3 separate regions of the Mus musculus genome follow, and all the other regions are linked to region 3. Evidence: chromatin contacts called from public HiChIP or PLAC-seq data. All regions are on one chromosome and are shown on one strand. Each heading gives the region's core, a stretch centred on a gene start, on an enhancer-like site or on the middle of the called end of the contact. The rest is flanking DNA. Distances are from core to core; before and after follow the strand shown. Region 1 holds the start of Tle6 (transducin-like enhancer of split 6). Region 2 holds the start of Tle5 (TLE family member 5, transcriptional modulator). Region 3 holds the start of Zfp873 (zinc finger protein 873).

Region 1 (4,458 bases), core at 310-2,809, 450 kb before region 3:
AAAACATTACTTTTGTTCCTATAACCGTAACATTACTAGCGTTATGAATGCAAAAAGCTGACATTCAGGGTATGGAACCACCAAAGGGTCACGACCCACAGGTTGAGAACCACTGCCCTACAGTCAATTTAGTACACAGACTTCTGATATTACCTTAACTTTTAGAGAAACAAGGAAGGAAAAGAAGGGGAAAGGAGGAGGGAGGAGATATAACTCCTCCCCCAAAGGGTCTATGTAGCCGATTGTTCTGGAATTACCTAGAGCTGGCTGTCCTTGAACTAAAAGATCCACCTGCCTCAGCCTCCCAAGTGTGGATTAAAGCTGGGCAACGATCTTTAATCCCAATATAGTGTTAACACATGGAACTAAAGAGCCACTTGCTAGGAGAGGCTCAGCCCTGACCACACCAGGTGAACACCTAGTGTTAATAATCACCACTTGATTGACATTGGGAAAATGTGGGCCCGGTCTGGTCTATGGGGGTTTTCACCTGCGCTGTCAGGGGTCACAGGTGCAGGCACTGAGGGGCTCAGGCTGGGGTGCAGGCCTTTCATCTTAGCTAGGTAGGCAGGATTGCATGAGCTCCCGGTGCGGGGTGGGGGTGGGGGGGGCAGAGAGAACTAGTCTCCAAAACCCCAAACACAGTAGGAAGAGAGGAAGCTAACTGTGCCCCTCACCACCATTTCTCTCTCACCAAAATTCCACCAAAGGTGTCACTGCTCTGTCTGTGGGAAGTCATCTAGAAGATTCTTGAGGTCACAAATCTGATTAAGTCCTATAAGAACAGGTATAGGTTTTTAGAAGGCAGAAAAGCCGACTCCCACCCCCATCCCCGTAGCCTCTTCATCATCTGGACCCAGCTGGGGAGGAAGCCCCTTCCCCATCCCCATGTCTTCTGCGCTCCCTTTCCCCAAGACCCGGCTTTACTACTACTACTAAGGTTTCAGACACACACCCCCAGCTAAGGGCCTCATTAGTATCTCTTCAGATACCAAGAATAGAGAACCAGGCACCTCCAACTCCCTAGCGGGATCAGCCAGAAATGTGGCTAGTCGTGGACCGTTTGCCAGGCAGGCCGGGCACACGCCTTTAATCCCAGCATTTAGGAGGCAGAAGCAGGCAGATTTCTGAGTTCGAGGCCAGCCTGGTCTACAAAGTGAGTTCCAGGACAGCCAGGAACCAATAAGCCAAAAAACCAAAACAAACCAAAACAAAAAAAGTTTTCCAGGCGTACTAGTTAAGCCTGCATGTGGTGCAAATATATACGCTCAGGCACACACTTAAAACATTTTTCAAAAAAGAATAAAGGAGACAAGAGAAACGACACTTGGTTCACTCCCAAATCACTCAACCTAGGTAAACTCCCCGCTGAAGTCGGTTTTGTGAGGGTCCACACCCCTCCCTCGGGCTCCCTCTTCTCCCGACCCGCCCGCAGGAAGCGGGCTGCCCTCACGCACCACCTCTGAGGTTAGGGAGGCCCCAGGGATCCCAGAGGAAGCCTCTGAGGTCAGCCAGGGTCAGGCCAGGAGGAAGCCCCTCCTGCTGGGCCCCGGGCCATTTGACCCCTCTCACCCCGCCCCTCCAGCCTAGGCCACGCCCTACTAGGCCACACCCACACACCACGCCCCCTGCACCCACCGAGGGAAGCGTGTATCAGGGCCCAGGCCACGGTGCACGTGGGCCCCGGACTCAGCGAACCGCCCCTGCAGGCCCTGACCAATCAGAAGGCGGCGAGCCCACGTGGGCTGCGAGCCAGAATGCTCATTGCTCAGTTTGTGGCCGTGCTGTCAATCACGGAGTTCCTGCTTCGGCTTAACCCTCGCGTTCCAGGTGTGGCGATTCGGGAGCTGGGAGAATTTCAGAGTGTTTGGTGAAAAGTCTGATTATTTGGGGCATTCGAGACGGATCAGCAGGTGAAGGTGATTGCGGCCTAGACGTTTGATCCGAACTCGATCCCTGGGATCCACAGGGTGGACCACGAACTCACAACTCACTCTTGCACGTACACACACACACACACCCCACACACACTTTTCTTTTAAATCTTACTGAAACAGGAGAATCAGGATTCATCCTGGCTGGCCCGCATGTGCCCTGGGCCCTACCCCCAGCACCACTTGAAGACACCTTCATTATCCCAGCACTGGGGAGGTAAAAGTAGGAGGGTTAGGAGTTCGAGGTCGTCCTGAGTTAGATAGCAAATTCCAGGTTAGCTTGGAGTACAGGAGACTGTCTCAAATGAGAGAGAAAGGAAAGACATCGGGCACAAAGCCACACAAGCCCAGACCCCCATATTCAAGGACAGGAAGTGAAGCAGAACCCTGAGCTCCCTGCAAGGCTCAGCCCCCATCCCTGGCCCTGGATGGAGGATCCTGGAGTAAGCTGAGGATGGCCTGGGTTAGAGTGGACTCTCTGGACCTCCCTAGCCTCACTCCTACGTCCACTCCAGCCACAGATGGGGGATGTGAAATTAAACCACAGTCACCACTTTGGACTCGGAGGCAGGGGCAGTGACGGTGAGTTTGGGGCCAGCCTGGTTTCCATAGTACAAGCAGGTGTAAAACAGAAAGGGCTGTGAGAGGGCTTAGTGGGTAAAGCCCATTGCTGCTCAGCTTGAGTTTGATCCCTGCGACCCACACAGTAGAAGGTGAGAATGTGTTCTAATTCCCAAGAAGTGTCCTCTTGCACCCACATACCACACATGAACAAGTGATTGCAACTCAATTAGGCCTCTGTCACAGCAACTTTTCCTTCATTGAAAAGTATTTAAGGGACTGGAGAGATGGCTCAGCAGTTAAGAGCACTGGCTGATCTTCTAGAGGATCCAGGCTCAATTCCCAGCAACCACACGGTGGCTCACAACCATCTATAATGCGATCTGAAGCCCTCTTCTGACTTATAGAGCACTCACATATATTAAATAAATAAATCTCTTTTTTTTGTTTTTTGTTTTTTCGAGACAGGGTTTCTCTGTATAGCCCTGGCTGTCCTGGAACTCACTTTGTAGACCAGGCTGGCCTCGTTCTCAGAAATCCACCTGCCTCTGCCTCCCGAGTGCTGGGATTAAAAGCATGCACCACCACGCCCAGCCTTAAATAAATAAATCTTTAAAAAATATATATTTTAAGGCCAGGCAGTGGTGGTGCATGCCTTTTATCCCAGTTCATGGCAGAGGCAGATGAATCTCTGAGTTTGAGGCCAGCCTAGTCTACTGAGCAGGTTCCAGGACAGCCAGGGCTACACAGAGAAACACGGTCTGGGAACAAACAAACAAACAAATTAAGTGTACAAATGTTTGCTTGCATGCACTCAAACCATGTGTGTGCCAGGTACCCTCAGAAGCCGGAAAAGGGTGTTGGATTTCCTATAACTGGGGCAGACATATGGTGCTGGGTCCCCTGCAGGAACAGCTAGTGCTGGTAACTGCTGAGCCGCCTCTCCAGCCCCATATACATATATACTTTTTCTTTTTATCCCGGCCCTGCTTTTGACCCCATGAGTTTTGCACATACTAGGCCAGTGCTCAAGCCATTACTATCCATTTCAGCCAGGACTGTCATTGACAGGACCAGTGGGACTATAGGATCTTCATTTCCAGAGGGCTGCCCATGGCAGGAAGCTGAAAGGGGAGGGGTAGTCTCTCTCTCTCTCTCTCTCTCTCTCTCTCTCCCTCTAGCGGTCATACCTACTAAGACACGTTAACAACAAATTTACATCAGATGATGTCACCACCACAGCTGAAGCTGCAAAAATATTCAATCATTGTATCAGCTCTGGCCACCATCCAAGTCTGAAAAGGTTAAGTCTATTTGCTGGCTGTGGTGGCTCAGGGCTCTAATCCCCACACTCAGGAGGCAGAGCCAGGATCATCTCCTGTGAGTTCATGTCTCAAAATAACAATAGCAACATTTTTTTTAAAAAGTCCCTTTTGTCTTTTTTTTTTTCAGTCCTGAGAGAGTCAGGGCCTTGTATATGTTGTTTATTGTATTTAATTATTCTATTTACTTATTATTTTACTTAATTCTCTCTCTCCTCTCCCTCTCTCTTTCCAGAGGGTTTCTCTGTGTAGCCCTGGCTGTACTGAAACTCACTCTGTAGACCAGGCTGGCCTGGAACTCAGAAATCTGACCCTGCCTCCTGAGTGTCTTACTTAAATTTATTTAATTCCATAGTGTTGTTTTATTACCACATTTATTTTCGTTATTTCATTCTTGTTACATATTTATTGCAGGTTCTTTTTTTTTTTTTTTTTTTTTTGTCTTTTTTGTTTGTTTGATTTTTGAGACAGGGTTTCTCTGTGTAGTCCTGGCAGTCCTGAAACTGGCTGGCCTTGCACTCACAGAGATACTCGTACCTCAGGCATGGGCCACCACACCCATCCCATTTTATTTTTCCATTTTTTATTAGGTATTTAGCTCATTTACCCATTTTATTTTTAAATTTATTCTTTCTTTTTTC
Region 2 (4,364 bases), core at 112-2,611, 490 kb before region 3:
GAGCTTGGCTGGCCACTGTAACCTCTCCTCTCTAACCTCGTGGCCATTTGAGTATGACACTCAGTGATATTCGTCTCTGTCTGTCTCAGGTAAGGAAATGTTTGAGACAGGGTCTTGTTATACAGCTCAAGCTAGCCTGAAATTGTAGGAATCCTCCTGCCTCAGCTTGCTCTGAAGTGTTGGGGTAAATAGTATTGGCCCAAAGAACTATTTTATTTATTTTATTATTATTATTATTATTATTATTTTTTTTAGTTTTTCGAGACAGGGTTTCTCTGTATAGCCCTGGCTGTCCTGGAACTCACTTTGTAGACCAGGCTGGCCTCGAACTCAGAGATCCACCTGCCTCTGCCTCCCGAGTGCTGGGATTAAAGGCGTGTGCCACCACGCCCGGCTCCTATTTATTTTTTATTATTTTTTAAGACAGGGCTCATGGAGCCCTGGCTGCCCTGGAACTCACAAGGTGGGCTTGAATTTACAGAGATCTGCCTGCCTCTGCCTCCCAAGGGCTTAGATTAAAGGCTTGTGTTACCACACCAGCATATTTGTTTTAATCATTTGTTTTTGTTTTGTTTTGTTTTGTTTTTGGACAGGTCTCACCTCAGTAAGCTGGGTCACAGGTTGATGCTGAATTTTCGATAATCCTCCTGCCTCAGCTTCCCAAGTGTTGGGATCACACTAGGACCTGGGGAACTCTTACCTTTTATTTATGAGACAGGTCTCTCTTTGTAGCCCTGGTTGTCCCAGAAGTCTCTATGTAGACCAGGCTGGTCTCAAATCAGAGATCCACCTGCCTCTGCCCTGAGTGCTTGGATTAAAGGTGTCGGCCACCACCACCTCCTGTGGCCCGATTTAACTTTTTCATGTTTTGAGATAAGGGCTCCTATAGCCCAGGCTGTATTCACTGTGTAGATCAGGCTGGCTTCCACCTACCTCAACCTACCCAGCACTGGTAATAGGTCTTGTACCCCAGAACAAACCATGTCTTACTTTTTGTTGTTTTAAGACAGGCTCTCTGGTAACCCAGGCTGGCCGAGAACTCTTGATCCTCTTGCCTCTGCACCCCAGTCATTAGATTACAGGACTGGGCCCCCATCCTACCTCTGTGGGACAGGTGTCACTCTACTGCCCAGTGTGGCCCCCAGCCGTGCCAACCCTCCCGACTCCAAAGAGGACATAGCACACTGTAGGCACTCCATAAATCCACCGTGAAGCCTGGGTGTCCAGGCTGCGAGTCTGTGGCCTTGGGACTGGGGGCGGGGGGCACTGAGGCAGGCCTCCAGCTGGGGTTCCGGGCCGTGGCGGGGGCGGGGCGCGCGGGGCCAAGGTCACGGGTGGGGCGTCCGGGCCTGCGCAGTGCCGGGCGCGGCAGGTGGAGCGGGAGCCCGGGCGGCACCGCGTCGCCATTACACAATAGCGCGGGCGGCGCGGGCGGGCGGCGGGCGGCGCAGGAGGCGGGACGCGGGGCCCCGGAGCTGTCGATCGGGGACAAAGCGCGGCCGCCCGGCGCCCCCCGAGCCGCCCGAGCCGGGGCGCAGCCCGCGCCCCCCGCGACTGACATGATGTTTCCGCAAAGCCGGCACTCGGTAAGGGGAACCCCGCGCACTGCACCCCAGAGCTCTCCCTGCACCCCCAGCTCAGCTCACTGCACCTCCGGCGCTCACCCTGCACCCCAGCTCATCTCACTGCACCCCTTCTAGGTCGGATCCCGTCTCTCTCCCCGCCCAGGGCCTGTCCCAGGGGCTCCCTACGCTTCCCCAGCTCCCACAGGCCTGTTCTGTCCCCCCAGCCCTGGGCTCTTCCCCAAGGTCCTTGCACCCCACAACCCAGACCCTACGCACCCCACCAGTCCAGCACTGCATCCTTCAGCCCGGATCCCTGAACTTTGATCCCTGCCCTGAGTCCCCTCACCGCCTCCCCCACACCTCGCCCAACCCGACTCCAAGGTCTTCTTCCACCCCCACCCCCCACCCCCGGGCTCCGGATCAGCCCGCACCCCACTGCAGCCGCATTCGGCCTGTCTTCCTGACCTGGGGCTCAGGCCCAGAGCTGCAGCACCCCAGTCACAAGCCCATCATCCCCTCACCCCAGACGCGCATGTCCTCCAGCCCTAGATCTTGCATCCCCACCTCGGTGCACCCCCCCCCCCCCAGGCCCAGCTCTCTAAGAGCTTCAGACTGGCCTGCCACCAAGTCCAAGGCCCTGCACCCACCATCACCTCGGCCCTGCACTTCTTTCCACCTCAGATCTGCCCTGGCCCCAAGTCTGGTGCCCTCTACCCCCCAATACAGTTCCCGCACCCCCTGTCTCTCTCTCCAGCCCTGTCGGGCCTGGCGTCACCATCCGGGCCCAGCGCCACCCCCAGCCTGGCTCCGCGTCCCTCCTCCAGCTGCAGGCCCCGCACCCCAGCGGCCTTCCTCCTCCCAGCCCCCATCCTGCACCCTCAGCACTAGGGTTGGGGAGACCCTGTGCCCGTATAATGTCCAGTGCTCCCTTGTCCGGAGCCGGATACCCCGCAGTCTTCCCACCCCCCGCCCCCCCAGCACTAGGCTCCGTCCCTCTCATGTCCAAGCCCATCTGTCGTCTCCCACACCAGCTCCCAGTGGCCTTGCTCCCCACACCCTGCCCCTAGCCTTGCTCCCCAGATCCGAGATCTTACACCCTAACTCCTGACCCAGTGCCCTCAGATGCCGGCCCTGTACATATCCCACCCCCCTCGCTCCCCAGCCCCCCAGCTTCCAGCTCTCCCTAACTCCCAGGCCATGATTTCTCTGTGGCTTTGGCTGGGGCCTGGGCAGCTTTGGGGGGGTCCCTTCCTGAAGAGCACACCCGTGAGGAAACAGGTGTGATGGGGGTACTCCCAGGAAATGTAGGGTGGTAAGTTAGGTGCCTCTTCCATGCCGGCTTTGAAGGGAGGCCTGTGCCACCCTGATTGACTTAGAGGGGCTTTCTGGGGAATTCCTCTGGGAGCATCTGGAGGACAGAGGTGCACCCCGCCCCATGGGTGCCCGCCCCTCCCAAATGACCAGTGTGTAAAAGTGTCCCCACTGCCTAGGGGCCTCACAGCCCCTTCCTGGCAGCCCAGGAAGTGGGGCATGGGCGGGGCAGGACGCCGCTCACCCTCCTGCCCCCGCAGGGCTCCTCCCACCTCCCTCAGCAGCTCAAGTTCACCACCTCCGACTCCTGTGACCGCATCAAAGATGAGTTCCAGCTGCTGCAAGCGCAGTATCACAGGTGAGCCCGGACCAGGGCACCTCCATGTGTCTGTAGAGTTGTCTGTGGCTTGAAGGAAGGCCGGGTGGGGGGTGCCTCTGTCATCTCAGGGCTCAGGAGGTGGGGCCAAGAGGGTCAGCAGTTCAAGGTCATCCTCAGCTACTTAGCAAGTTGGCCAGCCTGGGCTACATGAGGCCATGTGTCCAAAAACAATCAGCCCCATGGTGTGGAAGAAGAAAGTAAGGCATACAGCGTTCATGGTTCTAGAGGCCCAGTCCCTATGTTTAACACAGGCTAGAGTGGGTGCCCAGAGAGGGTGAGTAATCGGCTCAGGGTCACACAGCCCTACCTTCTTCTGTCCAATTTTGGAGTAGGGTCCCACAGACCCTCCAGCCTGGTCACTCCCACCACAAATACTTTTCTCATTTCTAATGGGTTCCTCATGTGTGAAACTGATCACCCCGAAGCCCAGGGTGTCAGCAGCTTCCGGGGTGTACAGCACAGACGCAGGAAAAGCTAAAGCTGAGCACGGGTCCCCATCTAACCTAGGCTGGGTTTGAGTGGGCTTGGGGATACAGGCAAAACCTTCCAGCTCTCACAGGCAGGTGAATGGAGTCGTTCTGGGCTAGCCTGAGGTACAGAGCAAACCTCTGTCTCAGAAAACAAACTAATAATAATGATGATAATGCCTTTATTTTTTATTTTTTTATATGTAAGTAGCTACACTGTAGCTGTCCTCAGACACTCCAGAAGAGGGCATCGGATCCCATTGTAGATAGTTGTGAGCCATCATGTGGTTGCTGGGATTTGAACTCAGGACCTGAGGAAGAGCAGTCAGTGCTCTTAACCGCTGAGCCATCTCACAGCCAATGACAAAACCTTTAAAAGACCCTTAGATTTCTCTAAGAAAAAAAAGTAAATCTGAGTGTTCGTGGAGTTTTCTATTTAAAAAAAAATGTTATATTTGAGTTTTTGGTATTTATTTTGAGACAGGATCTTATGTGATCCAGGCTTTCCCCAGCTCCCTATGTAGCCAAGGATAGCCTTGAGCTTATGCAGTAGATGTCAGGCAAGGCCCAGGGTGCTAGGCCAGCCATCCACCTGCTGGGCTGCTCCCCCAGTGTTTGCCATTCTAAAGAGGAATTTAGGGC
Region 3 (4,520 bases), core at 1,798-4,297:
GGAAACTTTTAATGGCTGTGAGTTAGGGAGGGCTTTGTCTTCCTTCAGGGACACACTTCCAATGTCCCCTTTAAACATTTTCTTCATGCTGGTTGGTGATGGGAACACTTTTAATCCTAGCACTGATGAGGCTTAGTCTGGTAGACTTCTGTGAGTTCCAGGCCCTCCTCCTTCACAGAATGAGTTCCAGGGCAGCAAGAGCTTTCTTGAAAAAATAGGGAGAAAGCAAAAGAAAACGGAAAAATTTTGAGACAAGCATTTCCTTTCTCCAATTTTACAATTCATCAATCTCTGATAGAAGTAGATCATGAATGAACTAAACCCCCCACATAGAGATGGCATTTTATATTAGGTGGCCTACTAAATTATAATTTAGCAGATTAAGTACTCACTCATAGGGTAGGACACAGAAAACAGGAAACAAATAAATTAACTGAGAAGGAAACTATATTACAATGTACTTTCTCCATACCTTGTTTATGTCAAAGTCACTAAAAAAATGGAAATAAAAGCATGGGTTCCTAGGACATCCTTGGGCAGAAACAAGAATGAACTTCAAAAGAGGAGTCACAAATATATTAAGAAAAAACAGGCATGGAGAGTAGCAGGGCAGGGCAGGGCAGGGCATGATGTGAGGCGTTGAGACCCAGCTTTGCCTCTGTCTGCAGCCTTCAGCTCTCATGGCTGCTCACTGGTGGCACCTCTGGAGCATCCAGCAATCTCTTCCTTTGGTTTGCTTTGGATGTGTGCTTTCCCATGGTTGGCTCTTTAGGCTGTTGCATATTCACTAGAGCCTTCACAATGTGGAGGGTAAACAACAACATAAAAAACAAAACAAAAAACCAATGTGGAGGGTTAGGACCTCTGTTAATACCTGAATATCTTTTGGAGGCACATGACTACCAAAATATGCATAATTTCTGATAATATTCATTTTCTGGTATTATATTAAAGGCACTTTGTAAAAGGGAAGACCACAATATTGAAGGACATAAAAAAGGTTTAGAAGATGTAGAAGGTAATTTTCATGTGCAAGAGGATATACTCATGTACCTCTGAAGAAATTGTAATATAACCTGAAGTTTTAAGGAAAAGCTACAGTGTAAATAAGGCCAGCTTTGTGATGCTTTTTTTGTTTGTTTGTTTTTGTTTTTTTCTGGCTGTCCTGGAACTCACTCTGTAGACCAGGCTGGCCTTGAATTTAGAAATCTGCCTGCCTCTGCCTCCCAAGTGCTGGGATTAAAGGCATGTGTCACCACTGCCCAGCGTGATGCTTATTAAATTCTCATAATGCCACATACCCCAATGCCAGGTACCTGATCAATGTTTTGAGGGCATTTTTTCTAAGAAACAACACAAGGAAAGAATGCCTTAACAGATGTCACAATTTTAGTGATAGCCACATGAGAGCCATGTTGTACAACTGCCTGTCCATTTGGGTTCACACCATTCAATTATTGTAAAAGGCATAAGCATTGTTGAGTGTGTGCCTTAGTTACGGTTCTATTGCTATGAAAAAACACCATGACCATGGCAAGTCTTATAAAGAAATCTATTTAGTTGGGGCTGGCTTACATTGTCAGAGGTTCAGTCCATTATCATCATGGTAGGAGCATAGCAGTGAGCAGGCAGTCAAGGTGTTGAAGGAGCCAAGAGTTCTACATCTTGATCTGATTGTACCCAGTACAGGACAGGCTGTCTTCCCTAGGTAGCCACGAGGAGGCAGTCTCCCACACTGGATGAAGCTTGACCATAGGAGCCTCAACACCCACCTCGCTAAGTGCCACACATCTTCCAAGGCCATACCTACCCCAACATTGACACACCTGAGTCGTGCCAATCCCCATGGGCCAAGCACATTCAAACCACCACATTCCATTTCCTGGCCTTACATCCTTGTTTAAACACACAAGTCTATAGGGGCCATCATAGCCACAATGCAAAAGTCCCCATAGTATATCATAGTCTCAACAATGTTTAAAAGTCCAAAGTTCAGAGTCTCTTCTGAGACTTATGCAATCTCTTAACTGTAATCACCTGAAAAAAAATCTCAATCATAATGGAAATTGTGTATTTTCAACATCACAGGATGCACATGACCAGTCCAAAATTATAGTGAGGAAATACTGGACCAAAGCCAGACCAGAAATCAGCTGGGGAAACGCCAAACTCTGCATTTTCATGTCTAATCTCTAACTCCTTTCAGCTTTGGTGACTGAAACACAATTCTTTCTCTTGGCTGGCTCCACTTCCTATTAGCAGTTTTCCTTGGCAGGTATTCTATGGCTCTGGCATCTCTAATATAGTCTCCGAGGCAACTTCAACTTCACACCTTCTTGTTCCAATGTTGGGGATCCACACACATTATCTTCTGGGCTCCTCCAAAGGGCTTGAGTCATATCTCCAGCTCTGCCCTCTGTAGCACTCTGCGCTGTTCTTGGTGATCATCCCTTGGTTTTGGGCTCTCCAGTATGCTCTGGTCTTGTGCTCCAACTAGGCTCCATCAATAGCCTCTCAGGCAGACCAAGAGATCGGGAATGTAAAGGGTAGATGAAAAATAAAAATACATCCCCACCCCTAGGTAATCTAAATGGTTGGATTATAAAGGGAAGGGCCGCTGTGGGAAGCAGGGCTGTAGAAGTTCAGGGTAGGGTCGGGGCATGCCAGCCAACTCTGTAAGCAGTATGGACTGAGGGATGCAGGGAGAAGTTGACAGACAGCCTCTGCGCTGATAAAGTACCCACCTTAGTTTTTTATCCCTGGTTGTAGGACCTAACATTCTGTGCCCAGGAGGAAGAAGGGGAAATACCTACTGTGTGAAGGAGAAGTGCCGGAATGACTTTGCAATCCAGGCACAAGTTCAGCTGCAATGCCAATCTCCACAGCTCTGGGAAAGTTCTGTCCCTGCAAACCACTGTGCATTGTCCCTGTAAGGCACTCTTGACTCTAGAGTGTTAGCGCCTGTCACAGAGGCCTTATTAACCAATCAGAGCCTGGATTCGGACTGCCAGTCAGAACGGAGGCGGGCACTTCCGCCACCATGCTGCAGGTTTGACTGTGAGTCTTAGGGAAGCTCTTGTGGTTCTGTGTGCTGCTTTTTCAACTGCTGCTAGGAGCTGTGAGGAGAGTGGGTGAGCCCGGAATCCGCACCATGGTGAGCGGGGCCGCCGTCCCCACGCGGGGAGGATCTGCGGGAGCCCGGGGTGCGGGAACCGGCGGCGAGACGCGGGGCCCGGTGTGATTCCCTTTGTTCCCCCTGAGGTCCCCTCATCTCCCAGGCGGAGGCGGGACCTCTGATCGACTTAGTTCCCCTCTCTGCGCCTGCGTACAACTTGGGACGCCGGACCTGCTGTCCGCAAAGTGCAAAGCACCATTCAGTGCACGCGCATGCGCGGGTTTCACGGTAGCCAGATTTTCTGACTTGCAGAGCTCTAGTTTCTCTAGAGTCTTCTAGAAGTTCTTCACTTGGCATTTGCCATTCAGGTGTGGGCTCCATCTCCAGTGAATTCTGCGCAGGTGTAAAGTCTGTGCTATTAACACATTCGCATGCAGATGCCACCGTGGTCCAATCCCATGTGTAAGACCAGACTTACTGGGTTACCTACATTAACTGTGTTGCTGTTTCTGAGTGCTCTCTCGTGTTTTGTTGGTCTCTTTCTTTCTCAAACAGCACAGTCTTTATCGCAGGTGTAGGGTAACTTAGAAGCCAGACGGTGTCACTGTGCTGTTTATTCAGCCTTGTGTGTTCATGTTTTCTTTCATGCTGACCTTTTGTCATCGGCTTTCTGTCGTTCATTGCAGAAATCGTTAGACTCTTTAGTGGACGTTTGTTGAATCCATAGCTCAGATTGTGTCCTGCAATAATACTGAGACTTCTTGTCTACAATCTTGCAATTTCTCTCCTTTGATTGAATTCGTTGATTTTTTTTTTTTTATTATATATTTATAGTTTTGGCAACCGATATTTGTCCCACTTCTGTGTATTTCTGGCCATTTTATCCATGGTGACATATAAGAGATATGGGGATCTGTACTTTTAATTTACTACATTTGTTTCTTGTACACAAGTGTTTGGCTTTCTTGTATTTGTGTTTATCAGTTGGGTGTTTGGTGTCCATAGAAGACCAAAGAGGCCATTAGATGTCGCCACCAGGATCTAGGAATAATTTTTTACCACCATGTTAGTGCTGGGAACCAAACCCAGCTCTTCCACTAGAGCAGAAGTCTTAGTTGCTGAGCCATCTCTTCTGTCTTAAACTTGACAGACTTTGAAAAATTTGCATGTGAGTGTGCCCATTTCACAGGCTGAAAACTGAGGGTTAAGGTGATTGAGGTTTGTTAAAAGTCTTGTGTTTGGGAGTTGGGAGATGTCTCAGAGGTACTGTTTGAGACTCGGTCTGTTTGACACAAGCTAGAGTCAGACTGGCCTGTGGGCAAATGTGTAGGGTATTCTCCTGATTAATGATTGATATAATAGTGCTTACCCCACTGTGTTTGGTGCCACCATGGCCACCAGTCAA

What was found. HiChIP or PLAC-seq counts read pairs in DNA pulled down with a chosen protein or histone mark.
Region 1: an H3K4me3 HiChIP or PLAC-seq map of embryonic stem cells shows a contact between it and region 3, with 35 read pairs. The contact joins the promoter of Tle6 here to the promoter of Zfp873 in region 3. A contact is called at or near these places in 7 of 39 promoter capture datasets (the C10 cell line, the HPC-7 cell line, cranial neural crest and 4 more), 3 of 484 Hi-C or Micro-C datasets (Sertoli cells, forebrain and nephron progenitors), 12 of 115 datasets of contacts at active chromatin or transcription factors (the 230-238 cell line, T-cell acute lymphoblastic leukemia, bone marrow-derived macrophages and 5 more) and 3 of 9 other capture datasets (embryonic stem cells, liver and pancreatic islet).
Region 2: an H3K4me3 HiChIP or PLAC-seq map of embryonic stem cells shows a contact between it and region 3, with 9 read pairs. The contact joins the promoter of Tle5 here to the promoter of Zfp873 in region 3. A contact is called at or near these places in 1 of 39 promoter capture datasets (cranial neural crest), 1 of 484 Hi-C or Micro-C datasets (nephron progenitors) and 5 of 115 datasets of contacts at active chromatin or transcription factors (astrocytes, embryonic stem cells, stem cell-derived neural progenitor cells and 1 more).

What each region holds. Positions count from the first base shown.
Region 1 is chr10:81,599,341-81,603,798 of GRCm38.p6, forward strand. It overlaps Tle6 (transducin-like enhancer of split 6), which reads right to left and starts at 1,560. Exons shown (of 14, transcript NM_053254.2): 1 at 1,458-1,560; 2 at 695-775. The coding sequence starts at 739. Gm32024 (a long non-coding RNA gene) reads left to right here. Exons shown (of 3, transcript XR_003949022.1): 3 at 1-30.
Region 2 is chr10:81,558,083-81,562,446 of GRCm38.p6, forward strand. Tle5 (TLE family member 5, transcriptional modulator) reads left to right here and starts at 1,362. Exons shown (of 7, transcript NM_010347.4): 1 at 1,362-1,586; 2 at 3,137-3,234. The coding sequence starts at 1,560.
Region 3 is chr10:82,045,076-82,049,595 of GRCm38.p6, forward strand. Zfp873 (zinc finger protein 873) reads left to right here and starts at 3,048. Exons shown (of 4, transcript NM_001319203.1): 1 at 3,048-3,154. The coding sequence starts at 3,152. Gm46195 (a long non-coding RNA gene) reads right to left here and starts at 2,973. Exons shown (of 2, transcript XR_001779681.1): 1 at 2,814-2,973; 2 at 1,372-2,511.